Linked DNA regions of Mus musculus: regions 1, 2, 3, 5, 6 and 7 are each linked to region 4. A link is a contact called in public ChIA-PET, HiChIP or PLAC-seq and promoter capture Hi-C data. All regions are on one chromosome and are shown on one strand. Each heading gives the region's core, a stretch centred on a gene start, on an enhancer-like site or on the middle of the called end of the contact. The rest is flanking DNA. Distances are from core to core; before and after follow the strand shown. Region 1 overlaps Gm34213 (a long non-coding RNA gene). Region 2 holds the start of Galt (galactose-1-phosphate uridyl transferase). Region 3 holds the start of Spink4 (serine peptidase inhibitor, Kazal type 4). Region 4 holds the start of Ubap2 (ubiquitin-associated protein 2). Region 5 holds the start of Dctn3 (dynactin 3). Region 6 overlaps B4galt1 (UDP-Gal:betaGlcNAc beta 1,4- galactosyltransferase, polypeptide 1). Region 7 holds the start of B4galt1 (UDP-Gal:betaGlcNAc beta 1,4- galactosyltransferase, polypeptide 1).

The links. Promoter capture Hi-C pulls out the DNA fragments that hold promoters and counts their contacts. ChIA-PET counts read pairs in DNA pulled down with a chosen protein or histone mark. HiChIP or PLAC-seq counts read pairs in DNA pulled down with a chosen protein or histone mark. Capture Hi-C pulls out chosen DNA fragments and counts their contacts.
Region 1: a promoter capture Hi-C map of cranial neural crest shows a contact between it and region 4. The contact joins the enhancer-like site here to the promoter of Ubap2 in region 4. A contact is called at or near these places in 11 of 39 promoter capture datasets (3T3-L1-derived adipocytes, the C10 cell line, cranial neural crest and 7 more) and 4 of 115 datasets of contacts at active chromatin or transcription factors (effector CD8 T cells, embryonic stem cells, memory CD8 T cells and 1 more).
Region 2: a contact with region 4 is called in a FOXA1 HiChIP or PLAC-seq map of pancreatic cancer cells. The contact joins the promoter of Galt here to the promoter of Ubap2 in region 4. A contact is called at or near these places in 6 of 39 promoter capture datasets (cranial neural crest, hippocampal neurons, liver and 3 more), 1 of 115 datasets of contacts at active chromatin or transcription factors (pancreatic cancer cells) and 1 of 9 other capture datasets (adipose tissue).
Region 3: an HNF4G HiChIP or PLAC-seq map of pancreatic cancer cells shows a contact between it and region 4. The contact joins the promoter of Spink4 here to the promoter of Ubap2 in region 4. A contact is called at or near these places in 6 of 39 promoter capture datasets (cranial neural crest, hematopoietic stem and progenitor cells, liver and 2 more) and 1 of 115 datasets of contacts at active chromatin or transcription factors (pancreatic cancer cells).
Region 5: a promoter capture Hi-C map of adipose tissue shows a contact between it and region 4. The contact joins the promoter of Dctn3 here to the promoter of Ubap2 in region 4. A contact is called at or near these places in 9 of 39 promoter capture datasets (the C10 cell line, cranial neural crest, embryonic stem cells and 5 more), 1 of 484 Hi-C or Micro-C datasets (CD4 T cells), 5 of 115 datasets of contacts at active chromatin or transcription factors (bone marrow-derived macrophages, craniofacial prominence, epiblast stem cells and 2 more) and 2 of 9 other capture datasets (adipose tissue and liver).
Region 6: an RNA polymerase II ChIA-PET map of memory CD8 T cells shows a contact between it and region 4, with 359 read pairs. The contact joins the enhancer-like site here to the promoter of Ubap2 in region 4. A contact is called at or near these places in 4 of 39 promoter capture datasets (cranial neural crest, liver, maxillary cranial neural crest and 1 more) and 2 of 115 datasets of contacts at active chromatin or transcription factors (effector CD8 T cells and memory CD8 T cells).
Region 7: a contact with region 4 is called in a promoter capture Hi-C map of neural stem cells. The contact joins the promoter of B4galt1 here to the promoter of Ubap2 in region 4. A contact is called at or near these places in 6 of 39 promoter capture datasets (cranial neural crest, frontonasal cranial neural crest, liver and 3 more), 1 of 484 Hi-C or Micro-C datasets (erythroblasts), 3 of 115 datasets of contacts at active chromatin or transcription factors (embryonic stem cells, microglia and pancreatic cancer cells) and 1 of 9 other capture datasets (liver).

The regions. Positions count from the first base shown.
Region 1 is chr4:40,775,520-40,779,222 of GRCm38.p6, reverse strand. Gm34213 (a long non-coding RNA gene) reads right to left here. Exons shown (of 3, transcript XR_390479.3): 3 at 2,447-2,695. It also overlaps the pseudogene Psenen-ps. Among named protein-coding and RNA genes, the nearest start is that of Gm34213, 4.4 kb to the right of the region's middle. Within about 2 kb of position 2,137, at least 65 of the 459 cell types and tissues checked have an H3K27ac peak or open chromatin away from gene starts, as enhancers often do. A contact at or near this core is called in memory CD8 T cells, where this site is marked.
Region 2 is chr4:41,754,037-41,757,889 of GRCm38.p6, reverse strand. Galt (galactose-1-phosphate uridyl transferase) reads right to left here and starts at 2,373. Exons shown (of 11, transcript NM_016658.4): 1 at 2,238-2,373; 2 at 1,760-1,929; 3 at 1,468-1,543; 4 at 1,329-1,377; 5 at 1,079-1,208; 6 at 895-951; 7 at 612-734; 8 at 298-430; 9 at 112-195. The coding sequence starts at 2,262. It overlaps Gm42274 (predicted gene, 42274), which reads left to right and starts at 2,118. Exons shown (of 2, transcript NR_155499.1): 1 at 2,118-2,721.
Region 3 is chr4:40,917,249-40,921,341 of GRCm38.p6, reverse strand. Spink4 (serine peptidase inhibitor, Kazal type 4) reads right to left here and starts at 1,286. Exons shown (of 4, transcript NM_011463.2): 1 at 1,187-1,286. The coding sequence starts at 1,247.
Region 4 is chr4:41,273,743-41,278,051 of GRCm38.p6, reverse strand. It overlaps Ubap2 (ubiquitin-associated protein 2), which reads left to right and starts at 2,917. Exons shown (of 29, transcript NM_026872.1): 1 at 2,917-3,012.
Region 5 is chr4:41,721,126-41,724,830 of GRCm38.p6, reverse strand. Dctn3 (dynactin 3) reads left to right here and starts at 1,668. Exons shown (of 7, transcript NM_016890.4): 1 at 1,668-1,796. The coding sequence starts at 1,701. It overlaps Arid3c (AT rich interactive domain 3C (BRIGHT-like)), which reads left to right. Exons shown (of 8, transcript NM_001017362.2): 7 at 37-126; 8 at 498-995. The coding sequence ends at 598.
Region 6 is chr4:40,820,583-40,824,736 of GRCm38.p6, reverse strand. It overlaps B4galt1 (UDP-Gal:betaGlcNAc beta 1,4- galactosyltransferase, polypeptide 1), which reads left to right. Exons shown (of 6, transcript NM_022305.5): 2 at 1,063-1,298. Among named protein-coding and RNA genes, the nearest start is that of Mir5123, 27 kb to the left of the region's middle. Within about 2 kb of position 1,411, at least 80 of the 459 cell types and tissues checked have an H3K27ac peak or open chromatin away from gene starts, as enhancers often do. A contact at or near this core is called in effector CD8 T cells, liver and memory CD8 T cells, where this site is marked.
Region 7 is chr4:40,851,723-40,856,035 of GRCm38.p6, reverse strand. B4galt1 (UDP-Gal:betaGlcNAc beta 1,4- galactosyltransferase, polypeptide 1) reads left to right here and starts at 2,052. Exons shown (of 6, transcript NM_022305.5): 1 at 2,052-2,645. The coding sequence starts at 2,231.

The sequences.
Region 1 (3,703 bases), core at 888-3,387, 500 kb after region 4:
TGCCTCTGCCTTCCTGAGCGCTGGGATTAAAGGCATGCACCCCCACCCCCACCCAGCAATTCAATATTTTCTGAAATTTGTATTTGTGTGTGTGTGTGTGTGTGTGTGTGTGTGTGTGTGTGTGCATGTACTCACAGAGGTCAGAGAGCAACTCTCTGGAGCCTCCCTTCTTCCATCATGTGAGCCCAAAGCATAGAAGTAGTATTGTCAGGAAAGTGGCAAGCATCTTTGCCAGCTGAGCCATCACTTTGGCACTTAAAATTTTAAGCTTTACCTAATCTTTGAACCTGCTTATAAATTACATCCTTTGAAAAATGTAACTTGGGGCTGGAACGATGGCTCAGCAGGTAAGAGCGCGACTGGTCTCTAATGAGATCTGGCGCCCTCTTCTGGTGTGTCTCAAGACAGCTACCGTGTACTTATGTATAATAATAAATAAATCTTTGGGCCAGAGTGAGTGGGGCTGACCGGAGTGAGCAGAGGTCCTGAATTCAAATTCCCAACCACATGATGGCTCAGAACCATTAGTACAGCTACAGTGTACTCATATACATTAAATAAATAAATAAATCTTTTTTAAAAAGAAAAGAAAAAAAAAAAAAAAGAAAAATGTAACTTGAAACGCTACAAGACTGGACCGGGGATCCAGCTCAGTTGCCAGAGGGCTTGCCTAGCATGCAGTCTGGGTTCAGTCCCAAGCACTGCCTGCCCCGGGGTGGGAGAGCTTCTCTGTAGTTCCGGCACTCAGGAGGAGGGTGAGGCTGGGGGATGAGGAGTTTAACATTATCTGTGGTTCCATAGCATTTTGAGTCCAGCCTGAGATACACACGATGGTGTTTCCAATAAAGGAAAAAGCCACAAGACACATGTATTAGCTATGCTTGAGAGACTCAAGCCCCCTCCCCATCTCTTTTTCTGCCTGTACTTCAGATTTAAGTCCATACTGTCCTAATTTTTTATCTCTTTTTAATAAATCCAACTTTGCTTCATACTGACTCATTCTGAAAATCTCTACGGTAAAAAACCAAACCACCCAACAAACAAAAACAATCCAACAAAATAAAACTCAACCAAAACTGTTGGCATTCCTTCTACGCTCTGCCCAACAGTTACCTAGCAACAGCCAGGTAGGCCTGACTCACTATAAAAGGGACAGTTTGGCTTCCCTTCACTCCCTCTGATTCTCTGACTCTCTTTTCTCTCTTACCTCCCACACCTTCTCTCTTCCCCCTCCCTCCCTCTCCCCTTCTCCCTCTCCTTTGTCTCCTCTCCTTCTCTGTCTCCTCCCTCTCTCTGCCTCTACTCCCTTCTCAACTCCCCTTCCCATGTCCCCAAATAATCTCTATTCTATACTAGACCCATGGGCCTGCTGAGGTATCCTCTCCCACCGCACCATTCCTCGCTCTACAAAACATATCCCTGACTCTACAAAACACATCCTAGTCTTTACAAAACACATAAAAAACCAACCCAGTTTCATTTGAGTTGAGGCTGCAGAAGAACTCAATAGGCGTGGACTATGTGTCTCCCCACTGCTGCTGACAATGAGCTTGCCAGAGGACTTCCCCAAACCTACCATGGCAATTGGAGAAACGGAGACTTTGGGCAGGATAGTGGGAATGAGGGCAGAATCTCCCCTCATCTAGCCAAAGGAAAAGGAGAAATCTGAAATGTGTAGACTGAGAACTAATTTTGTGCCCCAGAGCTCCTTGAGATTGTAAGAAAATAATTTGGGAAAGGAGGGCCAAAGATGCCATTTAAAAGACAGCTCTGGGAAATCCCTGTAGAGAAAGTACAGGAAGCTGCTGTGCTCGGGTGCCCTGGTTTTGTTTGTTCAGATCCCAGATCAAAGGATAGCAGAGGGAAGCCTCAGGAAGCCACAAATGCCAGCAAGTCAGTGGTGGGGTAACAACCCTCACATTCCAGTCCCAGCCTGTGGCAAGAACCTTTTCATGTGGCTTTAGTATCACAGAGGCTGAGTGGGCCAGTGGGCCACACATTGTGTTTTGGGGGAGGGGGGGCTAAGACAAGGGAGAAGGTCATGGGATGACCAACCAGCCACCACCTGCAGACACAGGAACAGCGTGCAAGCTCATTGGTGAGAGCTGGGATTGTTAACAAGGACAGTGTTCCCTTACTCCAGACTGACCAGTTTAGACCTCGTTTGAACCTACAGTGCTCATTTCCTCTTTGTGTTAAGAAATAGAAACTGAGGCCGGGCAGTGGTGGCACATGCCTTTAATCCCAGCACTTGGGAGGCAGAGGCAGGTGGATTTCTGAGTTCGAGGCCAGCCTGGTCTACAGAGTGAGTTCCAGGACAGTCAGGGCTACACAGAGAAACCCTGTCTCGTAAAACAAACAAACGAACAAAAAAAAAGAAGAAGAAATAGAAACTGCAGGAAGACTTTGACAGCATCTTAAAAATTGAAAACAATTATGTCTTAAAACCACGTACAGGTGTGTGTTAATTGAATGAAAATGGCTCTCACATGTTCATAGGGAGTGTGACTTTATTTGAAAAGATTAGGAGGCGTGGTCTTGTTGGAGGAAGTGTGCCCGGGGGGATGGGCTTTGAGGGTTCAGAAGCTCAAGCTGGGCTCATGACTCACAGTCTCTTGCTGCTGCCTGCTAATCCAGATGTAGAACTCTCAGCTACCTCTCCAGCACCATGTCTGTCCACATGCTGGCATGCTTCCTGCTATGACAAATAATACACTAAACTTCCGAACCTGTAAGCCAGCCCCAATTAAATATTTTCCTTTATAAGGTTTGCCATGGTCATGGTGTCTCTTCATAGCACCAAAAACCCTTAGACATGTGGATATGAATGTAGGTGCCCAGGAGGTCGGAGGCATCAGATCTCCTGAGGCCTGATGGTTACAGATGGTTGCGAGTTGCTATGTGGGAGCTGGCAATCACACCTGGGTCCTCTGGAAGAGCCACGGGTGCTTGTAAGTGCTGAGCTATCTCCACAGCTTTAAATGATAACTATGGCACATTCTTTTTCAGTGCTAGATGTGCCAGATATGGTTAACATGTTTTACATGTAATAATAATTCATTTGATCCTCAGAAAACTTATTTCATTTTTAATTTTTCAGACAGTTGCCCTGGCTATCCTAGAACTCACAGCACAAGACCAGGTTGGCCTCAAACTCCCAGAGACCTGCCTGCCTCTGACTCCTGAGCACTGGGATTAAAGGCCTGCACCCCCACCACCTGACTCTCAGGAATGATGAGAGCTCCTAACAGCACACCCTGGAATTCCCAGTTCAGCCGCTCTCAGTGCTGCAGCTCACAGGCAAGCAGTGGTGCATAGTGACTGGTTAGGTTCCTTCGGAAGCAAGAGCCTCCTGGAAGGCAGACGATGGGAGGAAGGTAATCAGAGGGTACAAATAGGACTAGCAGAAAGAGATAGAAGGGACCAAACTCCAAGAATAGGCACTGGGGAGCGGAGGGGGTGGGGGGGCTGGGCAGGAGAAGAAAAACAAAATCGACAACAAACTCCACTGAAAACTGCGGCATCTCCCGCAAATCTCCCGCAAAGGAATCCAGGCAGAAGGGATAAACCGCACTGGGGCGTGGTTGCTCGTGATCTTGCGCCTGTCATTTGGGTCTTGCTCTGCAGACCCTTAGGACCACCGGGCTCCAGCGCAACTATGAACTTGGAGCGGGTATCCAATGAGGAGAAGTTGAACCTGTGC
Region 2 (3,853 bases), core at 1,124-3,623, 480 kb before region 4:
TGTTTTAAAGCCAACAAGTGCTTTAAGGCCTCGTAGGGATTCTAGTTCCCTAAGCCGGAACCTAGAAGCCCAGAAACACTATTGGGGCTATCCCAACCCCAAAAGCCTTACCATGCCAGCCCATGGAGTAGGGAAAGGATGTCTCAAATAGATTGTCGTACTTGGTCAAGAGCTTCTTCATGATGGAGGCGAGATCTGGAATCAGAGCCTGATTTTCACCCCCAGGGAAGAGACGCTGGTCCCATCAAGGCCATTCTATCCAGCACCCAGTCCCACTGTCCTACCCAGGAGACTCACCATCACGCTCAGCGGGGTTCAGCTCAGGTAGCCGCCGCACGTGCCGCCGGGGCAGCAGAAGTGTCTGGAAAGGCCACACTGCCCAGAAGGGGACCAGAACTATCCAGTGCTCACTGGTTAGGACCAGACGTTCCTGGACGCACAGAATGGAAGTGAATCGTGCATGTGAGAGGGGGAAGGGCACAGGCCGCAGGGAAACAGAAGGCTCTCACTAGCACCTACCCTAAGCCACCATAATATTCCTTTAGGTGGCTGCTAATGTCCTATCCCCCTTTAAAGCACGTCTCTCTGTGAGGGTAAAAGGTCTGGTCTACCTTCCTGAGGAGCTCTTGGTGACCATATTCCAATAACAAAGGTTTTCCATGCTGGCTGTGATAGGTCTGCTGGGATCGCTCTTCACGCTGGGCGATATCTGGCAGGAAGCTGCTAGCCCAAACCTGTCAAAGGGCAAGCACAAAGAAGAGCAGGCCAGCCCATTATCTCTGAGCCTCCGAATTACCAATGTATTTCTTTTGCCCTATCTCTTAATCTAGTAGTCCTGTCCACAATGCCGGTGGACTCAGCCAAGAAAGCCATTAAGGCCTGTCACATACTTGCCTGGCAGTGGGGATGGGGGTTAGAACAGCCCATCATGGCTCCTTTATTTTCAAAGATCTATTGGGTAGAAAGGAGAGAGATATTCAATAGTCACACAGACATCAAGTCAACCCCTCCTCACCATACCCTGTGGAAGCAGTAATGGTTCTCCCCCAAACCAAAGTTACACCTCCCCCTCACAGACCTGCACCCAAGGGTACTGGGCACCCAGCTCCTCTGTGACTGAGGCCCATGCATCGATGACAGCTCGGATCTCAGGGACAGACATGAGTGGCAGCGTCACATCCGACCAGGGGTGGAAGCACATGACCTTACTAGGTGGTGAGGGAAAAATGACATAGGGAAGTGGATTGGGTGCTAAGGGCAGGGCCCAAGCTCAGGTCTTCGTCTTCAGACCTGGGCTGGAGGTTGTAAGAGGGGAAACCCAAAGTTACCAAACTCCTCTGGCGGCCTCTGCTCGGAAGAGAGGGTGGTCACTGGGTCCTGGAATAAAGGAGTATTACTCTCTGTAGCACAGGTACCCGGGTCAGACCCAGTCTCCCTTCTCCCCAACAGTGGTTAAATTGAGGGTACCTGGATCCGGAGCATCGGGCTGCAGAGCCGGGAAGTCATTGTCAAACAGAAAGGTACCATCATAGTGGGGATTCACCTACTGACAAGAATAGGCTAGAAATACTACCTGACGGAATTCAAGGGCTATCCAGGCTGCAACGGGGGCGAGGAAGGCCCCACTCAAAGGATCAAAATTGCTTGCCCGGAAATGACCCAAAAGGAGGCGCACTGCTCCCCCTTGTGGGCGAAGGGTAGTAATAAGGAAGAAGGATTTTTTTCCTATCCCAGTTGGTGGCTGTGTATTCGGGCTTACCTCCCCATTAGCTCGTGTGGCCCCGGGACACAGAGGGTTGAGTGGGTCGTGGCGGGGCACTGTCTTCAGAAGCTGGGGCTCCACTTGTCCTTGCCAGGGCCGCTTCATGCGATGAGCCGACACTAACACCCACTCGTCCTGGAGCGGGTTGTAGCGAATATGCTGGTGTTCTGGGGAGAGACAAGGATCAGTCAGCAAAACTCCCTGTCTCTCTCTTCCCCGAGTGGCTCTAATGCCCTAGCAGGCCCAAGTACAGGGACGCTCGGTCGGCGCAGTGTTTCTAGAAGCTATAGGCTGGCGGAGGGGAGTTAAAGGGTTAAACGCTTTCCGTGCCACACGGCCTGCAAGCCCCTCCTTCCCTCGCCCGCCACCCTGGCCTCGGGTAGGAGTGCCGACCTTGACTCTGGGACTAGAACTTCCTACGGAAAAGGAAGGCTCGGCTCCGCACCGTAGCGGGTCCAGGCCGCCCAGCAATTACCGCTCGCCCGGAAGGTCGCTGCCATGGCGTCCGCCTCTGAAGCCTGCTGGCGCTGCTCAGGATCGGCTCCGCTATGCGACGTGAGGCCACACGAATTGACCTAAGGTACACAAGGTGAGCGCCCCATTCCATGTCTCCCCCCGCCCACCCTGGATGATTGGCTAGTCGCCAACACGTGACGGTGGGGGCACAGCCTGCCACTTGAGGGCGGGGCTCGGGACCGCCACGCTCACTTCCCCAGGTTGTTTTGATGATTCTCCTGCACACCGGATTGTAGCTACTTCTCTGGAGAGCATCTGTGAAAACTGGTTGCTGTGTCCATTCGTCCCGCCACGGATTCGGGTTGCTTGCACGACATTAGGGCTATTTATTGGAGCATGACATATCAGCTTCACCACTCAAGGACACTCCTGCCAGCAGCCTTTAACTGCCAATAGTCCATCAGAAAGGGCGGAGCCTCGTGAGTGCACCGCCCCCCAAACCGGTAAGAAACCTCTATGGGTCCATTCTCATGTTTTGTGCAGGTAACCACAGGTGTAGTGAGTTCTTGTGTTTGCACATCAGGCCCTGTCCTGTTCAGAAGACATCGTTTTTACTGAGCATCTTAACCGTGTGCCAGGCACCTAGGTTCTGTGTGGAGCATAGAGACGCCCTGTGCAAAGACCAGCAGCATTCTGAACTCATGACCTGGGTCACCTGCGGAGCTGCTGTGTGTGGTTAAGATGCAAGTTGTGGAGAGGGGGTGGAGGTGAGGAACTTGATCATACTATAGATGAAGCCTGCAGCCTGGCCCTTCAGGTATTGCCCGGATGTGTGAGTATTTCACTGTAACTATGCCTCTAGCCTCAGGAGCAGAAATAAGGTTAGATAAAGAGAACTGAGTAAGTATAGGGTGTGGTGGTACACACCTGTAATCCCAGCACTCCAGAAACAGAGACAGTAAACTTACAAGTTCAAGTTCAGCCTGCGCAGTTATACATAACAAGGCCCAATCTATATAAAAGTAAACCAAACGGCCAGTGGTGGTGCACACCATTAATCCCAGCACTTGGGAGGCAGAGGCAGGCAGATTTCTGAGTTCGAGGCCAGCCTGGTTTACAGAGTGAGTGCCAGGACAGCCAGGGCTACACAGAGAAACCCTGTCTCGAAAAAAAAAAAAAAAGTAAACCAAAAGACAGTAATGTGTGTGTGTGTGTGCGCGCGTGTATGCGTTTGTGCATACATACCAGGCACAGTGATGCATTTGCCTATAGTCTCAGCTACTCTAGAAGCTGAAGCAGAAGATCAATTGAGCCCACAAGTTCTAGACCATCCTGGCCAATATAGTGAAGCCAATTTCAAAAACAAGCAAAAGGCCATCAGTATTTGAAGGGCAGAGACAGGCATATCAATGAGTAGCCTGGCTACATAGAACATTCTAGGCTGTTGAGGTTTGGTCTGTTGCTATGTATTATGATGCAAAATACTGGCTGGGGAGGTGGGGAGCTGGAGAGATGGCTCAGGGATTAAGAGCACCAACTGCTCTTCCAGAGGTCTTGAGTTCAATTCCCAGCAACCACATAGTGGCTCACAACCATTTGTAATGGGGTCTGTTGCCCTCTTCTGGTGTGTCTGAA
Region 3 (4,093 bases), core at 37-2,536, 360 kb after region 4:
CACGAGGTGCAGTGCAGTGTGGGGCATGGAGTCAATGGCCCTACGGTCCTGCTGCACACTGCTTTATAATGTGACTCTTGCCTACTTCATCCCAATGGGCTTCTCTGCTTCCCTGTTCTGTTTGTCCTCACCATACAAGCTAGAACATTCTTTAAAGGTTTAACTCCACTCCAAGCCTGACACTGGCTCCCACTTCACTCTGAGGAAAAGGTTCTCACATTGGCTCCCAAGACTTTGTCTAACATAGCTCTCAGCTGCCTCTCCCCACCTCACCTTTCCATTCCTTCCATCCCCCTCCCCTCCTCTCCTGTCTTCTTTCTCTGTACCATGCCCTTCACCCCCCTACAGCCACACAGCACCTCAAACACTCTAACATGCTTCTACCTCAGGGCCCTTGTATTGGCTGGTTCCTCCACCAGAACATTCTTGTCCAAAATACCTTCACCCCCTCACCTTCTTCAAGCTCTCCCCAAACCTGCATCTAAGAGACACCCCCTCCCTGATTTAACACTGCAGTTCCCTCCCAACCCACATCACACAGCTCCATGCTTTTCTTAGCCTTTGCCATATTCTTGTACACTATTCATTGTCTATCACCCACCCACACACCAAGTTTAAGATCTGTAGGGACGGTGCTTTTCTTGTTCTGCTCCTTTCTATGTTAAAGGACAAGAAAAGTATCTGACAGCAGTTTCGAGACTGCTGAGATGCTCCTGGCCTTGAGGAAGTCCACCTCTGGTATATGTCTAACCACCCAAGGCCCCCACTATATGCTTAAGTGGTTGTCTTGGGTCCCCTACTGCACCTTGTCAAAACAGAACAGGGCCCTGAGGGCCTGGAACAAGTCTCTCTTAGCACTCACCACCCCACAGTCAACCTGGGGCCTGACTGTTCCTTCTATCTTCTCAGCCTCCAGTCCATAATTGCTCAAGACATCTTCAAACTGAAATGGCATCCTACTTTACAGACTCAAGGGATGAGAACTTGGCAGGTTCTGGTCCAGAGTCAGGACTGAACCCATCCCTTTTCTCCCAGTGTTTTGCCTACTATGGTAGGATGAATACAGACAGAAGAGCTATGCAGAAAGGCCAGGCCTCACAGGAAGCTCCTGGCCTTGCCTCTGCCCCCACACCCAAGCTCACCCCCTAAGATCAAGCTTCAGAGAGACCAAGTTCTGCCCACTCACCCCTGTCCATGCCAAGGAGGGGAACCAAGGTCAGGGTGACCAGCCACAGATGCATAGCCATGCTGCTTGTGAGCTATGTGACTGCAGTCAAGTGTGGGCCGGGCTGACAGTGAGGTTGGGACCTATTTATTGTGCTGATCTCCACTCTTATCTTATCTGTGACCAGTTGGCAGCTACAGTGTCACCCCGTTAATCTCTTCATCCTGACACCTGGGAAGGGCCTGCTCAAGGCTCAAAGCTGACTTTGTGGTGATATAACGCTGGGCCCTAGGGCAGAGCTGGGGCTGGCAGGTGTCCAGAGCAAGCAAAAAGGGTTTGGACAGGTTGCAAAGCTGCCACCATGTGTCTATTAAAGCAAGAAGTGGGAGGGAGAGGAAGCAGAGAGAAACACAGAAACAGATGACAACAGGGGATGAAAGTAGGGGGCACAGCAGGAGACAGGGAGAGGGGAAGAGAGTCATGGATGCCTCGGCCACTTTGGACCTCACATAAGTGTTTGGTTCTCCTGCTGAGGACTGAGTTTGTGTCTTGGCAGTCCTGGGCAAACGCTTTTCTGCTGATCAACCCCAGTTCCCGTTCAACGTATTGAGACAGGAGCCCACACAAAGGTGATAGTTCTGGCTCAGCTCCTATCCTAGGGCTCCCCTGGGGACAGTGGTGGAGACGGCAGACAGTGCGGAATAAGGTAAAGGGAACTAATTTGAAAAACTTTTTTTTAAATTCTTTTTTTTTTAGATTTATTTACTATTATATATAAGTACATGGTAGGTGTCTTCAGACACACCAGAAGACGGTGTCAGATCTTATTACAGATGGTTGTGCCACCATGTGGTTGTTGGGATTTGAACTCAGAACCTTCAGAAGAGCAGTCAATGCTCTTAACCACTGAACCATCTCTCCAGTCCCCGAAAAGCTTTTTAAAAGGATTTTTTAAGATTTATTTTGCCGGGCATGGTGGCACACACCTTTAATCCCAGCACTCGGGAGGCAGAGGCAGGCGGATTTCTGAGTTCGAGGCCAGCCTGGTCTACAAAGTGAGCTCCAGGACAGCCAGGGCTATACAGAGAAACCCTCTCGAAAAACGAAAAAAAAAAAAGATTTATTTTTATTTTATGAGTATGAGTGTTTTGCCTGTATGTATATGTGGGCACCATGCGTATGTTTGGTGCCTTCAAAGGACAGAAGAGGGTGCTGGATCCCCTGGCTGTAAAACCCTATGCAGGTCGGTGCTGGCAACCAAACCCAGATCCCCTGCAAAAGCAACAAGCGCTCTTAACCAAGCCCTCTCCAGCCCCTAAAACTTGCTTTTATTTTTTTTTAATGTGTTAAACATTTTTTTCTTACATATGTGTCTGTGTGCTTGTGTGTGGGTTTGCACATGTATGAGTGCAGATGCCCGTGGAGCTCAGAAGAGGGCATCAGATCCTCGGGAGCTGGAGTTACAGGTGACTGAGCTATCTCATAGGGGTGCTGGGAACTAAACTTGGATCCTGACGAGCCTGTCACCTCTACCTCCTTTTTTGATACCATGAAGTGGGGACAACTGACTGACAATATCAATATATATATCTCTATCTATCAATATATATCAATATATATCTATACTATCTATATCTATATCACATTATATTACGCCATATAGGGGAGATGGCTCAGTGGCTAAGAATACTGAATGCTCTTGCAGAGGACCCAGGTTCAATTCCAAGCACCCACATGATGACTAACAACCATCAATAACTCTAATTCCAGGGGATCTGAAGCCCTCTTCTGACTTCGTCAGGACACACATAGTACACATGCATATTTGCAGACAAAACATCCAAACACATAAGAGAGATCTAAAACAAAACAAAACAAAAATGACAGCACACTTTACATACTCTATGGCTTAGCCCCCATACCCTGTAACCTCCTCTCAAGAGAACATAACAAGAAAGACATGTTGACCTGGCCATGGAGGCAAATCTCTGCCATCTCAGTGCCTATGAGACTGAGGTAGGATGATGGCCGCCAGCTGTTTCAGCCATCTTGGATTACAATGAAGAATCAAAAATAATGTTGAAGTGGCTCATAGATAAACAAACACACTGGGAGCCCAAGCCTGAGAACTTGCGATCAACACCAGGAATCACACAAAGATAGGAGAGAACAGACTTACAAAGTTGTCCTCTGGCCTACAAGCACCCCCCTCCCCAACCCCCAACGGCATGCGTGTACACACAACAATACATAAACAAATGCTAAAACCCAATCATTTAGAAAAAGGAAAATGTTGCCATTCTTTTCAGGTCCTCTGTGATATAGATGAGATTCCTTTCAAGAAAAGCAGTACCGGGTCAGGAACACTGGCTGCTCTTCCAGAGGTCCCGAGTTCAATTCCCAGCAACCACATGGTGGCTCACAACCATCTGTAATGGGATCTGATGCCCTCATCTGGTGTGTCTGAAGACAGCTACAGGGTACTCATATACATTAGATAAATAATATTTCTTTAAAAAAATCAACTCATAAAAAAAAGCATAATGAATCAATAGGAAGACTCTTTGGGTGTCACTGGGCATCGAGGCAGACACCTCTACAGCCACAGATTGCAGTAGAGCCCTGCCTGAAGTACCCCTTGGTCTTTGAGGTAGGCGGCAGACACCTTCAACTGCTGAGCCAAGCAAATACTTAACGACGGTTTTCTGTTGTAAAGCAAGGTAGAGGAGTCCTTAGTCCTTAGAGTCTGCTTGCCCATCTTCCACTCAGGTTTTCCCTCAGCATCTCCAACTAACACCCCCTCCTCCAAAGGCATTGATCCTGCAGTGATGGAGATCACTACCTACCACCGTCATCACTCGAGGCTTAGATCAGAACTCTTTACCCAAGAGATCTGTTGTCCCAATGCTTGAGAGGGCCCCAGCTTTG
Region 4 (4,309 bases), core at 1,668-4,167:
GAACTCTCTCTGTAGATCAGGCTAACCTCTAACTCAGAGATCTTCCTTCCTCTTCCTGCAAGGGATTAAAGCTATAACCACTAGGCTAGCCTCCTGCCTACTACAAAGGCAAGAATTTAAGGCATACACCTCTCCCCCCTCTTTCTTTTCTTTCTCTCTCTTCCTTCCCTTTCTTTTCTTTTCTTTCTCTCTTTCTTTCTTCCTTTCTTTCTCCCTCCCTCTTTCTCCCTTCTTTTCTCTCTCTCCTCTCTCTCTCTCTCTCTCTCTCTCTCTCTCCTTTTTTTCCTCTCTTCTTCTGCTGAGACAGAGACTATCTGTGTAATCCTGTCTGTTTTGGAACTGGTTCTGTAGACCAGGCTGGTCTTGAACTCAGAGATCTGTCTGCTTCTGCCTCCCAAGTGCTGGAATTAAAGGTGTGTGTCATCACTGCCTGACTAAGTCTTTGACTTTCAATAGTGGATTAAAACATTTTTTAAAAATCTTTGATTTTCTCATACATTTCTACAAAACAAGAAAACATAGAGACTGAACTGACCCAACACAATGTTAGTAGGTCACTGGCCAAGAAAGATAAGATAGATCTACACATGGATAATCAGGATAATACGTTCTTTTTGTTACAGGTACAGCCTGAGCATTCTGTAATTCAGGCAGAAAAACAAAGGTTTCCCTTGAACTGGGCCGGACTGTTTAAATTTTCAATTGTCTAGCCAAGTAGGTTAAAGAGATCAAGTCTATTAGTAACTAGCAAATTAGTAATTAGCACTGAACCCCCATCAGTATAAGAAAATTCCCTTTCCATCTTGCTTAAACCAGCTGCACCTTACCTTATGGGTACAAATAGGGTTTGAACATAATTTTGTTTGTTGAGGGCTTATTGTTTACCAAGCAGACATTTTATATAATCTCTTTCTCTTTCCTGGGACAGGTTTCTCTGTGTAGCCCTGGCTGTCCTGGAGCTTGCTCTGTAAACTAGGCAGCCTGCATCTGCTTCCTGGGAACAAAGGCTTACACCACCACTAATTAACCTCTTAATTCCAACGTTGTGGATGTATCTAACCTAATAAGCTACACATAGACAATAGCCACATAATCACATTTTATTATGTGTGTTCTTTTGTTTTTGTTTTTTGGGTTTTTTTTTGTTTTTTTGGTTTTTCAAGACAGGGTTTCTCTGTATAGCCCTGGCTGTCCTGGAACTCACTTTGTAGACCAGGCTGGCCTCAAACTCAGAAATCTGCCTGCCTCTGCCTCCCGAGTGCTGGTTTATTATGTTTAAATGTATAATTTTTAACAAGATATAGCTCAGCTGTTTAGAGCAATTGTCTTTCCAGAGGATGTTGGTTTGATTTCCAGCACCTAGAATATGGATCATAACTATCTCTAACTCCAATTTCAGGGGACCCAATCCCATGTTCTGACCAGGCATGTATGTGCTACATATATACATACAGGTAAAACATCTATATATATATGAATGGTATATATGTATATATTTGAAATACATATTAATCAGGCATGGTGGGTGACTCTTGTCTATAATCCTTGAAATACCACCATTTGGGAGACCAAGGCAGGATGACTGCTGAGAGTTAGCGGTCACCATGTACTGCACAATAAGGCTAGGTTAGTCTGGGCTGGAGTTAAAGTGTTTTAAACATCTAAAAAAAAATTATTTATTTAATGTATGTGAGTACACTGTGCTGTCTTCAGACACCCCAGAAGAGGTCATTGGATCCCATTACAGATGGTTGTGAGCCACCGTGTGGTTGCGGGGAATTGAACTCAGGACCTCTGGAAGAGAAGTCAGTGCTCTTAACCACTGAGCCATCTCTCCAGCGCAACATCTATCTATTTATTTATTTTTTAAAGATATGCTAGTGATTAATCTTTATTTGAGTCGGCCTGTGGTGTCACGTGCCTTTACTCCCAGCACTCTGTGAGTTTGAGGCCAGTATGGTCTACAAAGCAAGTTCCAAAACAGGGAAGCCCTGTCTCAAAAAATCAAAAAACAACAAAACTCCATTACTTTTGCTTAATCTCCTGAGGTTAACATCTTTACTAAGAGGTGGATCAGGTAACTTCTCAACAAGGAAAACCTGATTTAGGTTTCTTATGCCAGAAAATAACTTTTCCTTTCCTATTTGCAAAACCGGTCCGATACTAGTAGCCTTTTGGGCTAGAACACCTCTAACATCCCGTTGGCGTTCAAGGAATGGTAGTTGTTTCCTGCAGAAGAGAGTTGGGAATGCAGAAAGCAGTCCACATTTGACTACATTGAAGTCTCGTGGCCTTCAGCCGAGGACGTTCTGGGTGTCTGGCTCAGCAGCTGGCGGTTGGCGTTTTCCCGCGCAGAGGGCAGGGCGGAGCGCCAGCCTCGCAACGTGGGAGCTAGACCCACTCTCCGCCAGAACTACACCTCCCAGCAGGAACCACGCTGGTTCGCTTGGCAGGTGGCACCCATTGGTACTAACTCGGAAGCTAGCCATAAGATGCTCGAATAAGTCAGAATCAGGAGTTGTACTTAGGAGCACGCTGAGAAAAGGCGGTCGTAGAGAGTGCCTTTGCCGCGCAGCACTCTGGGAGTTGTAGTTCGCCCTCAAAACGTCTAGAAGCCAGGCTTGCTTTGAGTGGCTGCACCATGTCACGTGACGAAAGAGCCGCACGCATCGAGCATCTTGCAGTGTTTCTGAGGTCATCATAGCGCGACCGCACGCTTTAATAGTGGGTTCTCTATAGGCGGCGGATAGTACGACCCTGAAATTCTGACCACAAGCAATGTCACCATCTCCGCCGCCTCCACATAGTTCCTCTCGCTCAGCTCCCAGAGCTGTGTTAGCCAGCCGGGTAACCCCGTTCAATCTTCAAGTACTGGCTCCACCCTCTCCCGTGACGTAGGGATCACGTGACGGGCAGGGCCGCCTCTGCCGCCGCCGCCGCTTTGTAAGAGGCACATTGGCAGGTAACGAGCGGCGGCGGCGGCGGGTCCCGAGTCCAACGAGAGCAGCAGCGGTAATTGTCACCCGGTCCCCTTCATCCTGCCTCCCAGGGCCCTGAACCTTGCAGTGTATGCTTTCTGGACCTGGGCTAAGGTCTTCTGAACTCCCAGCCCCCTTTGGGATGCCCCAGCGTCTACTCGGGTGGATCGGGCCGAGCTTCCCTCGCTGGCTTCATGTTTCCGTAGTGTGTCCAGGCCTGAGCACTCTCTTTCCTCTCCCGCTCAGGTTGCCCTGTGCTTCCTGCTCCACCCCCCACCCCCCATCCTAGTTGGCCGGCCCCACCCAGCCCCAGGGGGCGCCTTCCCCTCCCCCCCCTTTGGGTTTTTATCCTGGAGGGTGTGGTTTTCTCTCCCACCTCGGTCCCTGCACGTTGGCAGGAGCTCCTCCGCCACGCTGTCGCCCCATCCGGACCACCTTTCAGCTTTCTAGTCTGGCGCCTGTCCTGGGACTGGTCTTAGTGCCCAACTTCTGCGCTCTAGTCTCTCCCCACTTAATCTGAAGGCATAGTTCAATTTTACTACTTTTCATTACTGTGGTCTTTGGTGTTAGTTGAAACTCTGTGAGTTTCCTCTTCATGCCCTATTGAAGTCTGGTGGTGTCATAGTTTATTTATTCTTTAAGGTGAGGTAAGAGTGCTTGTGAACTGTAAAGCGTTGTTAGAAATTCAAACAAATTCTTTAGCCTGGTGCGTTCCAGCTCAGTTTTCCTAGTCAGCTCTCCCACCTTCCCCCCTGCATTTTCAGGTTTAGTTACCCAGGCATAGTCAGCTCTCCCACCTTCCCCCCTGCATTTTCAGGTTTAGTTACCCAGGCATGTCAACTGTCACCACTTAGGATTCGTGTTTTCTCTTTGGGTTGGTCTTGGAAGTCTTCCTGCAGTTTTTTGCTTTAACATAATCTCGTAGTTTACTACCACTAATACGCCTTTCTACTTTATTTCCAAGGTGCATAGTCTGCCTACTCTTTACTTTTCTCCAGCAATTGTGTACAGTAACAATTGGAGCTTTTAGGTGATTCTATGAGGTACCCAGAGATCATTTATTTGAAGAGCATGCCTTTTTTTGGGAGGGCGTTTTTGAGAGAGGGTTGCACTACCTAGCCAAGGCTGGCTTTTAACTTGAGAGCCTCTTGTCTCAGTCTCTCTAGCTCGCTCGCTCGCTCGATAGTTTTTACAGGGTTTCTTCATGTTACAACCTTGGCTGTCCCCCACTTGCTTTGTAGACCAGGCTGGCCTTGCACCCATAGAGATCCACCTGCATCAGCCTCCCAAGCACTGGGATTAAAGGCATGAGTCACCATGCACCTCTTGCT
Region 5 (3,705 bases), core at 419-2,918, 450 kb before region 4:
CCCCCAAATGTGACTTCCCTGCCTTCTTCTGGACAGAAGAGCGGTTGGATGGGCCCCTCAATCTGGCAGGCAGTGGCATCAGCAGTATCAACGTGGCACTAGAGATCAATGGGGTGGTCTACACTGGTATGGGAATTACAGGGTCTATATTGGCATGAAGTTGGCTTTTTCATTGGCATGGGGGATTTTAGATTTTCTCTATGAGCATGACGTTCAGGAGTATCTGAACTTGCTTGGGGGTTTAGAGGATTGTTACATTAAAATGGATTCAAGAGTTTGTCTACAAGGCATGGGGTCCCAGCATGGTCTATGCAGCATGGTTGCCATGGGATGTCTGCTTTGTCACAGATCTGTGAGTATTTATTGCGCACCTACTTCAAGCTACCCACAACGGCATAGGAGCTTCTCACTGGTCAGAGGGACTTGTCCGTGCTTTGTGGGAGTCCCACATTCTCTCGTTTATTTTTTAATTTTACATCTCTTATACCCTTTATCAGGTATCCTCTTTGCTCGACGCCAACCTGTGCCAGCTTCCTTGGGTCCAACCAATCCTCCACCTCTACCCTCTACAGGGCCCCCTTCCAGTACCTTGCCCTGAAAGCAGCTACTGAGAACCAAGAGTCCCAATATCATTGCTTAGGGGGGGAGAAGGCACCCTCCTACCTTGATTCTTTCAGGATGTGACGCCCACTCTGGGATCCAGTCCTGGTTGATGTCAGCATGCCACCTCCACACCAAAGGGATTTATATTACGTTCCATCTACCTCACCGTAAAAGGCAGACACTGTCTCCCTAGCTAATTTCAGCAGCATCTACCAAAGAGCTTTCCCCCGAGAACCCCTATCACTCCGTCATGTAACCCCTATGTCAGTGTCACCTTTGGTACCCCACCTCTTTGAGTCAATTCTGCTCCTTTTCAGGAAGCAGGTGAAGGATTGGATTTGAATGTGAAGATGTCCCTTGGGTTGCATCTGGAAAATAAAATTGTACTTCCCGTGTCTCCTGTGCCTCCTCTTCTTGCTTGGGTCTGGGAGGTGGGGGATCCACAGACTACATTGAGCTGTCCAAGTGGAAGCAGAAGAACAAAGCTCTGAGAGAATAGAAGAGCACTTTTTTTTGAAGGGAAGCAAGCTTTCTCTACATTGTTCCCTGACTGGTCTTGAACTCACTGTGTAGAGCAGGCTGGCCTCAAACTTACAGTCATCCTTCTGTCTCTCCTTTCTCTCCTAGCACCACCACACAGAGCGCGGTCACAAATCAGACTGTTTGGGTGTACGTCCTGACAACAAGAGGCTTACGTACAAATCACTTGATCTTTAAAAGATTCCAAAAATGTATGGTGTCTCTCCCAAGAAGCTGCCTACTGATCTATGGGTATAAACCTATCTTGGAATAATAGGTATATTTATACGCTAACTCTCAGGGAATGGGGGAGGGGAGGAAATCTCTTCGAATCTTGGATTTAGAGCACTAAAAGTCTTGACAACCAAGTCCTGGAAACCAGGGTAGAACTAGGACCCAGAACGTTACCTAGGTAACCAGATTGCTTTGACATCGGTTATTTCCGACATCCAAAGCCTAAACAGTGACGTCACTTCCTACAAGGCGTGACGGTGCTCTCGGATTGGCCAGTCTTCTTATTTAGGCGGACGTCCCACCCTCAGGCTGTTCCGGGTTGCTGCGGCCAGGCTGCAGAAACGATGGCGGCTCTGACCGATGTGCAGCGGCTACAGTCTCGAGTGGAGGAGCTGGAGCGCTGGGTGTACGGGCCGGGCGGGACCCGAGGCTCCAGGAAGGTGAGGGGTCCGGTCTATTGATCCGTTTGTGGGGCAGAGCGGGACAGGAGCGGTCCACTGGCCCTGCCCTAGGGTCGGATGCTACCACTTCTGTCAGGTCGTCCTCAGCCCAGGCTCTGAAATAAATAACAAAGATCTAGAACCTCCTGGTACCAATCGGACCCTTGAGGTCCGTTCCCGAGGGGATTGGGATGGGGGAGATGCTTAAGCCTTTTTAAGATGGGTTCGGTGACAACTTTCACAAAAACTCCGCGCGCTCACAGGCGTTCTAAGGAGACCAGACGCATTTAAAAATTGATTAATGGGAGTTTCAGTAAGAGCTGAAGCCCGCAGTGGAGTGTCATCCTAGAGCCATGCAAAATTAATTGCTAAATGAATTACGCGTAGACAGGAGTCCTAGAGGAGGCAGAGCACAGGTGCTACAGGCTCCAAAGGGTGAGCGGTGAGGTCTGAGCAGGCCCAGAAAAGGAAGATTAGTAATTGAGCCCTAAGTGTCCAGATGTGGGCGAACATCGTGTCTGAATTTTGACAAAAATTTAGAGGTGCCCTAAAATCCCTTTTTACGATGTTGAAACCATTTACTGGAGCGCTTCTGGTAGAATTAAGAATGTTCTGGAACAAAGGTAATGATGTGTCTCTGTATTTTTTTGTAAAATTGTCACCAGCACATTCTGTTCCAGTTTGAGAACCAACTTTTCGAAACACTCTCCCCCTTTGGCATCTATTTGTGTGCCTTCCCTTGTGTGTTAGTCCCTTAAATATTAGTATTCACCTTTTACACAAGCCTTGAGTGAAGTCGTTCATTTCCTCAGCCTCCGGCTCCAGCTGACTCTTGACTGTTAGAATCCTAAGTCCTAGGCAGGCTCGTTCACTGCCGTGATTTCAGTTACTCATTTCACGTCTTTATGTTTCCAGTGTGTAGCTCTGTTTCAGACTTTCCGAGAACCCGATTGATCTTTGTCTACTGGTCTCCTCCACTGGGCTATCCCGCAGACATCTTAAGCTCAAACCCTTAACTACTAACTGTATTCTGCCTCTAAACTGATTCTCTTCTGTATTCTCTACGATGGGGATTGCACTGTCTTTGGGATCCCAGAGTGTTCCGTCTCCTGTACTAGACTTGATGTGGAGGGTATGAGGCTAGAGCTAGGCCAGCCAGTTCGTTCCCCAGCCTTGAGCTAAGAAAGACCTGGGTGAGGGTATTTGCATATATCATGCCCAAATATAGGGGTTAGGAACCAGGAAATATATAGTATGTAAGGATGCCCCATTAAAGCCTAAATTAGTTTATTATCTCCCCAAGCAGACAAATACTCACACCCTATCCTGCAAAGGAGAGCATGATTCATTCCCTCTCACATTAAAGGCACCTAAAGTTGAAAGACCTTCAAAGACTTGAAAGTCTACAGAGAGATAAGGATCCTTCTTCCAGGTCTTCCTTCTTCCTCCTCTCCTCTCCTCTCCTCTCCTCTCCTCTCCTCTCCTCTTCCTTTTTCCCTTCCTTCCTTCCTTCCTTCCTTCCTTTCTCTCTTTTTTTTAATAAAGATTGATTTATTTATTTATTTTATGTATGTGAGTACTGTAGCTGTGCAGATGGTTGTGAGCCTTCATGTGGTTGTTGGGAATTGAATTTTAGGGCCTCTGCTTTCTCTGGTCAACTCCTCTCAGTCCCTGCTCCATCCTGCCCAAAGACTTAATTATTTATTATACATTAAGTGCACTGTAGCTGTTTTCTGATACACCAGAAGAGGGCGTCAGATCTCATTACAGGTGGTTGTGAGCTACCATGTGGTTGCTGGGATTTGAACTCATGACCTTCAGAAGAGCAGTCAGTGCTCTTACCCACTTAACCATTTCGCCAGCCCCTCTTCTCTCTCTCTCTCTCTCTCTCTCTCTCTCTCACTGTCTG
Region 6 (4,154 bases), core at 162-2,661, 450 kb after region 4:
ATCTGTCCCACCTTCTGTGGCTTCCTCCCTGTGTTCTAGTGCCTGGTTTGTTTGACATGTAAAGCTGGCCACCGCAGAATAACAGTTCCCCAAATGACAACATCAGTTCAGCGATGATATAGTTAGGCAGTGGTGAGGTAGAGAACTTTGAGGGGCTTCTTGGCCGCACAGTTTTTTCAGTGCCCTTGTGTGCGTTCCAGAAGCAGGATTTAATCTGCGCGGCTCCCATCCTGACTTGTCCTGAGCATAGTTTTTCTACGGAGCATCTTGCTGGGACTCATGTTTCTGGAACCTATATTGAAGATGTCCAGGGAGCATAGAGTATTGTGAGCCTGGGCTTGCAATCTTGGGTCTCTGCCTGGACCACTTTGTGCATTCCACAGGGTCTTTTCTTCCCTCTGTCCCTGACCATGTCAGAATCTGCTGTCCCTGAGTCTTTTGAGCCAACCACTTTCTTACTGACCCATTTCTCTGACTTCTTCTTCCTGGACAGGAACTCTGGAGCCATCCTAGCCTCAATTCATACCGATACTTTATTGGCCACTATTTCTAAGCTTTTTTTTTCTTCTTTAGATCTTTCTAGCTTGTTCTTTTTGTGTCCCCTCCTTTTCCTCTGGGATCTTATGACCGCCAGCCTTCTCTTTTGAGTCCCTTTTATTCCCCCCCCCCCCTGCTGTCTTCATTTTGAATCTGATTTCCTCTACGGTGATTCGCCCACACCACACCTGCTCCTTCCCTTTCCCCAGTTAGATCAGGTTTAGAAAGAGCCGTGGTAGTCGTATGTCTAAAACCACACTGATGGCAGGTGGCAGAGCTCGGGATTTTCTGAGAAAGTGTTTTCTCATCTGTGCTCACCGGTCTGTACCGCAGTACCCCAGCTCTGGGAGTTTCCTGAAGTGACTGATCACACTAGGGCTGGGCATGAATGCCTTTTCTACATCACCCTGTGTCACCCTTCTTCCAGGAGGAACTGTCCCCTCTGTAGCTGTGGTCTGGTCAGCTAATGCAGTCTGCGGCAGAGAGGCCCTGTGGCTGGCTAACTTCTTCCTTCCCCCTCTCTAGTTGGCCCCATGCTGATTGACTTTAATATTGCTGTGGATCTGGAGCTTTTGGCAAAGAAGAACCCAGAGATAAAGACGGGCGGCCGTTACTCCCCCAAGGACTGTGTCTCTCCTCACAAGGTGGCCATCATCATCCCATTCCGTAACCGGCAGGAGCATCTCAAATACTGGCTGTATTATTTGCATCCCATCCTTCAGCGCCAGCAACTCGACTATGGCATCTACGTCATCAATCAGGTGAGGTTTGGGAAGTGGGACAAGGGAGGTAGAACGCAGGCACACAAGTGTGTGCTCAGTGAGCGCCGAGGGAAGGGAGTGATCTCGGTCTACAAGGATGTGTCAACTCTGTCACTGTTGCTGTCCTTTAAACAGTGCAGCGAGCTAAGTGCCAAGCGGTATGCTCGCTTGTTGATATAGCTCTGTTAGCCAAGAGAAATAGATACGGTGTGCTTGGCCTTTTAAAAGTAAACTTCCAGCAAAAATGAAAGAAAAAGATATCTCCAATGATCGCAAAGTAAAACACTGATTATTTACCATTTTTAGGCTACTCTAGCTTTCTTCCTACTCCTCCTCCTCTTCTGCTGCTACTACTACTACTACTACTACTAATAATAATAATAATAATAATAATTCCAAAACAATCCATTTTTGTTTCAGATTTTTTTTGGCAACTTTGAAATTTATCCAGCTGGGTGGTCAGTATCATTCTTCAGGGACCATCCATAAGAGACCATGTATGTCTCTACAGCCAGCCATGGGTGAGAAGTCTGGGGGAGTCCTATTCTAGAGCCTCAGAGAGTGATATGGACTAGGCTGAGTTTCCTGCTGTACCTCAGATTGTGTGTGTCAGGCTCTCATCTGCTTAGGATACAAGCTGAAAACTTAGCCAGCCTCTATCACCACAACCCAGATTCAAATAGATCTAAAGCGTTTTAAAGGTTCTTTTGAGGCAGGGTCTCACTGTGTAGCCCTGGCTGTCCTGGAGCTCACTTTGTAGACTGGGCTGGCTCAGTCTCACCGAGCTCTGCACCTGCCTCTGCCTCCTGAGTGCTGGGATTAAAGGTGTGCACCTCTGCCACCTGGCTCACAGGCTATTTTAAATTGTAAACAAACTGCTTTGTAGCAAAGTCTTCATCTACCTAGTGTGGGCTGGAAGCTTCAAGGTGGCGGCATCTTACACTTCTTTAAACATCCCTGTAGCAACTGAGGCAGCCCTCAGATATCCTAGCTTCCCTAATGCAACATAAAGCCCCCTGACTTTGATAGAAGCAAAAAAAAAGGGGGGGCTCAAAATGTATGTTGAAGTAAAGGGGCAGTCTTTCCAAAAACACATTTTAATGAAACTTGGCACCTAGGCAGGTAAGTCAGACTCATCAACACACCTAGATTACAGAATATACATGAATTTCAGTATTGGGGACAAACTTGAAAAACCAAAGTTATATTCATGGGGAAAACAGTTGTGCTCATTAAGCATACTGAAGAAAAGTAATGTTTTTCGTTTTTTACTTAATTTCTTTAATATTTTTAAGTTCTTGGTGCATGCCTTTAATCCCAGGACTCTGGAGGCAGAGGCAAGTGCAGAGAATTTGAGGCCAGCCTGGTCTACAGATCGAGTTCCAGGACAGCCGGTACTACACAGTGAAACCCTGTCTCAAAAAACAAACAAAATGGTGTGATTGGATGGATGGTGACTGTTTAATGCTTTTGAAGCTCAGAGGAAGGAGAGAAGGCTGTGCCCCGATATATCTAGTACAGGAGTTCCTAAATGTGTGAGGAAGGCAGATCTCACTGTTCTAGAATCTTCCATGTACTGACACCTTGTGACCTCCGGAAGTGTTTCCTTAGCTAGTCTAGACAGCTATTTTCCAAGAATCATCTCCAGTGATGAGTGTCCTGTGAGTCACGTTTTGGAGAAAACAACCCTAAATTACCCGCCGTCTGCTTCCTCCTTACTTTCCCTGAGATAGGAACTCCCCGTTCTCTTTCTCCCCCACTTGTACCTTAGTATCAGAAAAGGACTCTTTTTTAGGAGCTGGGGGTGTCACTCAGTGGTAGAATGCTTGCCTAGCATCCACGGGTCCTTAGCTTTGAGTGTCAGCCTTGAAGCAAAGAGGAGAAACAGTGTACTACCCTGTCACTGTTCTCTAGAGCTTGCCTAGACCCCAGAGGGCAGGGATAAAAAAAATTCTGCTCTGAGTCAGGGACAAGTAGAGAGAAGAACTGGTCACATGAATAACGCTGGGTTGCAACTAAGCCCCAGGTAAGATTCCTAAGTTCAATAATGTCCTCCCACTGGGCCACAACAGCTCTTCTTGAGGCCATGTATCCTCTTCCTGGCATGTTTCTCAAAGCCTGGTATCCAGGGCTGTAAGTGAGCCCCATAACCTGGAGAGCCACTTCCCAGTCTGTGATCATGGGCAGGCCACAGAAGCCCTTGACTACTTAATAAACACTAGCTGTTATTTCTTTCCTGTCCTTCTTGCCTGTTGCCTCTGCCTGGGACCTTGCTGGTAAATTCCTTATTGTTCTTCCAGCCTCCTGCTTTAGCCCAATGAAGCACCAATATCAGGGTCTTGCCTCCCACCTGTTAGGGCCTCTATGGGGTCAGAAGATAATGAGTAGCCGGTGTGAGTCAGAAGACAGGCTCTCAAGAAGACTCAGGGGTCATGCCTCATAAACTTTTTTAGGAGGAAGGTTGTGTCCTAAGTCCACTGGGTTTCTATGGTTTATACTTGCTGTTAACCTTGTTCAGTGTAGGCCCCTCCAGCCACTATGAAACTTAAAGCTCAGCATGAGTGTTCTGGAGGGGAGTGTGGGAGGTGCTCCCCCATTGTTGCAGAGAGGGGCAAGGGTGTCCTTTGGGGTTCTGTCTCTCCTCTTGCCATATGTATGCAGGTCTTGCTAGAGTCTCAGCATATCCTACTTGGTGTCATGGGTCCTACTCTGACACTTAGGTATCAGGCTAAATTCAGCCCTGGGGTAGACCTTGGTATGGAAATGAATGTCAGGGCGTCATATAACAAACAGGGAGTGTGTTCTGTCACTCACACTTCAGTCAGGAAAGCCAGGTAATAGTCAGGCTGCCACCTG
Region 7 (4,313 bases), core at 803-3,302, 420 kb after region 4:
GTTGAGGCAGGAAGATGCCAAGTTTAAGACCACCCTGGGCTATGCAGAGAGACCCTAATCTCAGACCAAACCAAACCAAACCAAACCAAACCAAACCAAACCACAAGTAGGTTGTGCAGATTTTTCAGGAGTTATGGGGTAGTCCAAATGGGTCTTTTCCAGAACAGGTTTTGGTGTTGGGGAACTGGAAGAACAATAACGCCTCTTTCTGAGGGGGATGAGGACGGGAGTGGGATGGAGGGGTTAGATTACTGTGTGCGGGACTCATTTGGCTGAGATGATACTGGAAGGTGGAGGGTTAGGGAAGAGATGTGGGTTGGATCCACAAAGTTTTGTGTTATCAGCTTATAGATAATAGAACCACACCTAAGGAACATAGACATAAAAGAGCCGCAGGGACCACAGCCTCAGGACCTCACCAAGGGAGGCGAGGGGCCAGAGAGGGTCGGTCAGGAAGTCACCTGATGAGCAGTATACTTTCTTTTCTTTCTTTCTTTTTTTTTTTTTTTTTTTGGTTTGTTTTTGCTTTTGTTTTTCGAGACAGGTTTTTTTTCTGTGTAGCCCTGGCTGTCCTGGAACTCACTCTGTAGAACAGGCTGGCCTCGAACTCAGAAATGCACCTGCCTCCCAAGTGGTTTTTTTTTTTTTAAATACTTTCTATGATTGCAACCAAATGTCACTCAGCCTGCTTTCTCATCGATGAATCGGAGACAGTTAACAACCCCTATTACATGGCATATATTGGTTAACAACAAACTCTCCAAACATAGGAGTAGCTAGAATTAGCATTCCCCATCTTAAGGTTCTCATCACATTCAAGGATAAATGGGTCTGAGGCCTCGGGGTCAAGACTTCAAGTGCTTAAATCTTCCAGCTTCCACTTTCAGATCAACAAGGTTAGGTAAAGGAACGCGCAGTGACAAAGTTTTTAGGAGCCCTGAGTTCCACAGCTTATCAGCTGTGAGATTTTACAGGCCATTCATTCTTATTCACTCCAAGGCACTGAAATCTTTGTTTACTACATAGTCTGGGCTGGCTCCAAACTCTGGCTCTTCCTGTCTCCGCAACCAGAGTCTGGGATTACAGGTGTTCACGACCGCGCCTAGATTCCAGTATTCTGTTAAATGGGGACTGTGTTCCAGCGCTGTGTACAACGGGCTGTTCTGTACGCAGGCTTAGGAATTAATGCAGTTTTCTGCCAGTCTCATCCCAACAAGCATGTGTCATCTCCATGTGGCATGCACTAGAGGCCATGTTGCACCTAGAACCAAGTTGGGCAGGTTCCTGAGGTTTCCCAATCCTGCAAACACTTATGTGGGAGTAAGAGTAGAGCAAGATGGTCACTTCCCTAGCAGGACTCAATAAGCAGCTCCTCCACTTTAGCCCCCTCACAGGCAGGCGGACCCAGCTAGGGTAAGTGGATCTTTGGAACGCCCCAGAGAATCCGTCCGCTGGCCTCGCGGGACGTCGAAGCCGGTTTCCTAGACGACCTTTCTCCACTCCATTTTCTCACTATCCCAAGGCTACCGCCTGTCCTCTTGTCCTCACTAGCTGCTGTCCCAGGCCCATACCCGAGTCACTGGGTACGTCAGGAAGTGGTGAGCAGCTCGTTGAACAAGAAGCTGGTTTAGAGAGACTTAAGCTCCACGGTGAACGCTAGGAAGAAAAGCTGAGCGCCGCTGGGTATGGGATGCCCGCTCAACCCAAGGCTGCGGTGGGGCTGGCGGAGCGCCACGTTTAGTCCCCAAGTGTCGCGACGCCCTGCAACCCAACCTCCCGAGGGCCCGCCCCTTAGTGCCTGCCCCCCAAGCTCCGCCCTCCCTTAGCTGCCAGAAAAACCCGGCTGAAGGTTCCGCCCCTCAGTCCCCTCTCCGAGCCTTGTCCCTCATGCCCCGCCCCTCTCGAAAAAGACCCGCTTTGCGGCCCCACCCCTTAGACTCCGCCCCCCCAGGTTCCGCGAACAGCCTTCCGAAACCCGGTTGAGGCCCCGCCCTAGGTCGAGACCACGCCCCCTGCTCATCCGCGCTTGTGGTTCCCGCTGATCTCTCCAAAGTCCCGCGGCCAGGGGTGTCGGCTTTCCGCCGCAGGCGGCCGGTGCTGCGCTAGGTCCTAGCCCCCTCCCCCCGGCCCCTCCTTCGATCGCTGTGGTCGGGTAGCGCCTGGCGGGCGGCCTGCGGGCGGGCCGTCCTCTCAGCCGTAGCCCACCCCCTCTTAAAGCCGCGGCGGGAAGATGAGGTTTCGTGAGCAGTTCCTGGGCGGCAGCGCCGCGATGCCGGGCGCGACCCTGCAGCGGGCCTGCCGCCTGCTCGTGGCCGTCTGCGCGCTGCACCTCGGCGTCACCCTCGTCTATTACCTCTCTGGCCGCGATCTGAGCCGCCTGCCCCAGTTGGTCGGAGTCTCCTCTACACTGCAGGGCGGCACGAACGGCGCCGCAGCCAGCAAGCAGCCCCCAGGAGAGCAGCGGCCGCGGGGTGCGCGGCCGCCGCCTCCTTTAGGCGTCTCCCCGAAGCCTCGCCCGGGTCTCGACTCCAGCCCTGGTGCAGCTTCTGGCCCCGGCTTGAAGAGCAACTTGTCTTCGTTGCCAGTGCCCACCACCACTGGACTGTTGTCGCTGCCAGCTTGCCCTGAGGAGTCCCCGCTGCTCGGTAAGACCCAGGATCTGAGGACGTGGACTCCTCGGATTTCCTCAGTAGGGTTCCAGGGATATTATCCTAAGATCTCTTTCAGGACTGCCAGCCACCAGGTTTTGATCAGAGTGCATAATCCCCAAGAAGGGCTTAATCCTCTTTGGGATGACCCAAAGAGAGGTTGGCTGGTGTCTCAAGAGGCAGGGGCCCTGTTGGGAAACCCCCAGGCTCTTACCCCAGCACCAGACAAGGCCCTGGAGACACCCTTGTTCTGGCCCAGGACTCAGGAAGTTTGAAGTTGGGGTCAGTTTAGAGTAGACTGAAAAGGCTGCTCTGCAACCTTCCCTACCTATAGTAGCAACACCGGCAACCTTCAACCTTCTGAGGACAAGACCGACAGTGAGAAAACCACCTCCCCTCCCCACCACCCTCCACTCCGCCTTAGAACAAGCCACTTAACTTTCTCTTTAAGGTTTCTTTCTGGTAAATGGAGATAATAAACCACACGTATTTTGGAGTTGTTTTGAAGAAGTAAATGAAACATTGTAACTAAGAGTTTAAAGAATGAGGATGAACTCTTAGAAAGTTGCTACAATTGTGGGATTTCCTCCTGTTTGTAGGTGCTGAACCAAGGGGCCTTCTGTCTCCCACCCCAAGTTCCTCCTCCTGATGCTTCCTCTTAACCAAACTGAGCAGGGCCCTCTCCAGGGGCAGAGGGCCTGTGTACTCAGGGGACTGACTGGAGGGCTAAAATTAACCCGGTCAATGGGGCTGCACTTTCCTGGAAATACTTGCCCAGCTGATACCAGGCAGGGGGGCAAGTATATGAGTTTGTGTTCCCAGTACTAGGCGACTGGCCAGGGTAGAACTTTGACTGGAGATCACAGGTAGTGCCAGGTTTTAGAGAATGTTTCGCAGAGTGAATCCCATCTCCCCACAGACAGACAGGCAGGCAGCGTGCTAATAGCTCTGTCTCATTCTGGGAAAGCCTTGGCAGAGCAGGCCTTCCTATAGCCTGTTGCTCAATGTCTCCAATAATTACTTCAATGTTTTCACATCAAGTTTGGGAGGAACCTCTTGGAATTGGCCAAACATGAGTAATCGAATTACTTTGGACTTGGTTGTTAATTTGGGAAACAGGAATAGTTCTATGGAAAGTGAAGTAGAACATTAGTCTGACTTCAAGCATGTTATAGTGTTTCTTCCTGTTGTATAAAGTGGACTTGTCTGTGCTTACCTCACAGGGCTATTTTTAGGACTAATTGAGATTGTATATAGAGTAGGCAGGCACTCAGCAAGTAATCAACAATACAGTTTGAGGATGTGAAGTGGCGATTTCTTAGACTTCCACGGAGATGGCTCGCTGAACAACATAGAAGAGGAGGAAGTGACCGAGTCCTCAGACCACAGAATGTCTGGGCCTTTTGCTTTTATTTTTGGTTGTTGCCTGAGCATCATGCAGAAAAAAGACAAATTAATTAGTTAAGTACCCCAGAGCCATGGACATAGCTCAGATGGTGGAAGGCTTGTCTGGCCTGCCCAAAGCCTTGATTATAAAACTGAGCAAACATCAGATCCTATCTCAAAGAGAAAACCAGGTTTATAGTTGTTCAGAGTATAGGTTCTTCCTGCTGAAATATGAGGGACTGTGGTAACTATAGTTCTGTTCAGTTTGGTTTGGTAATG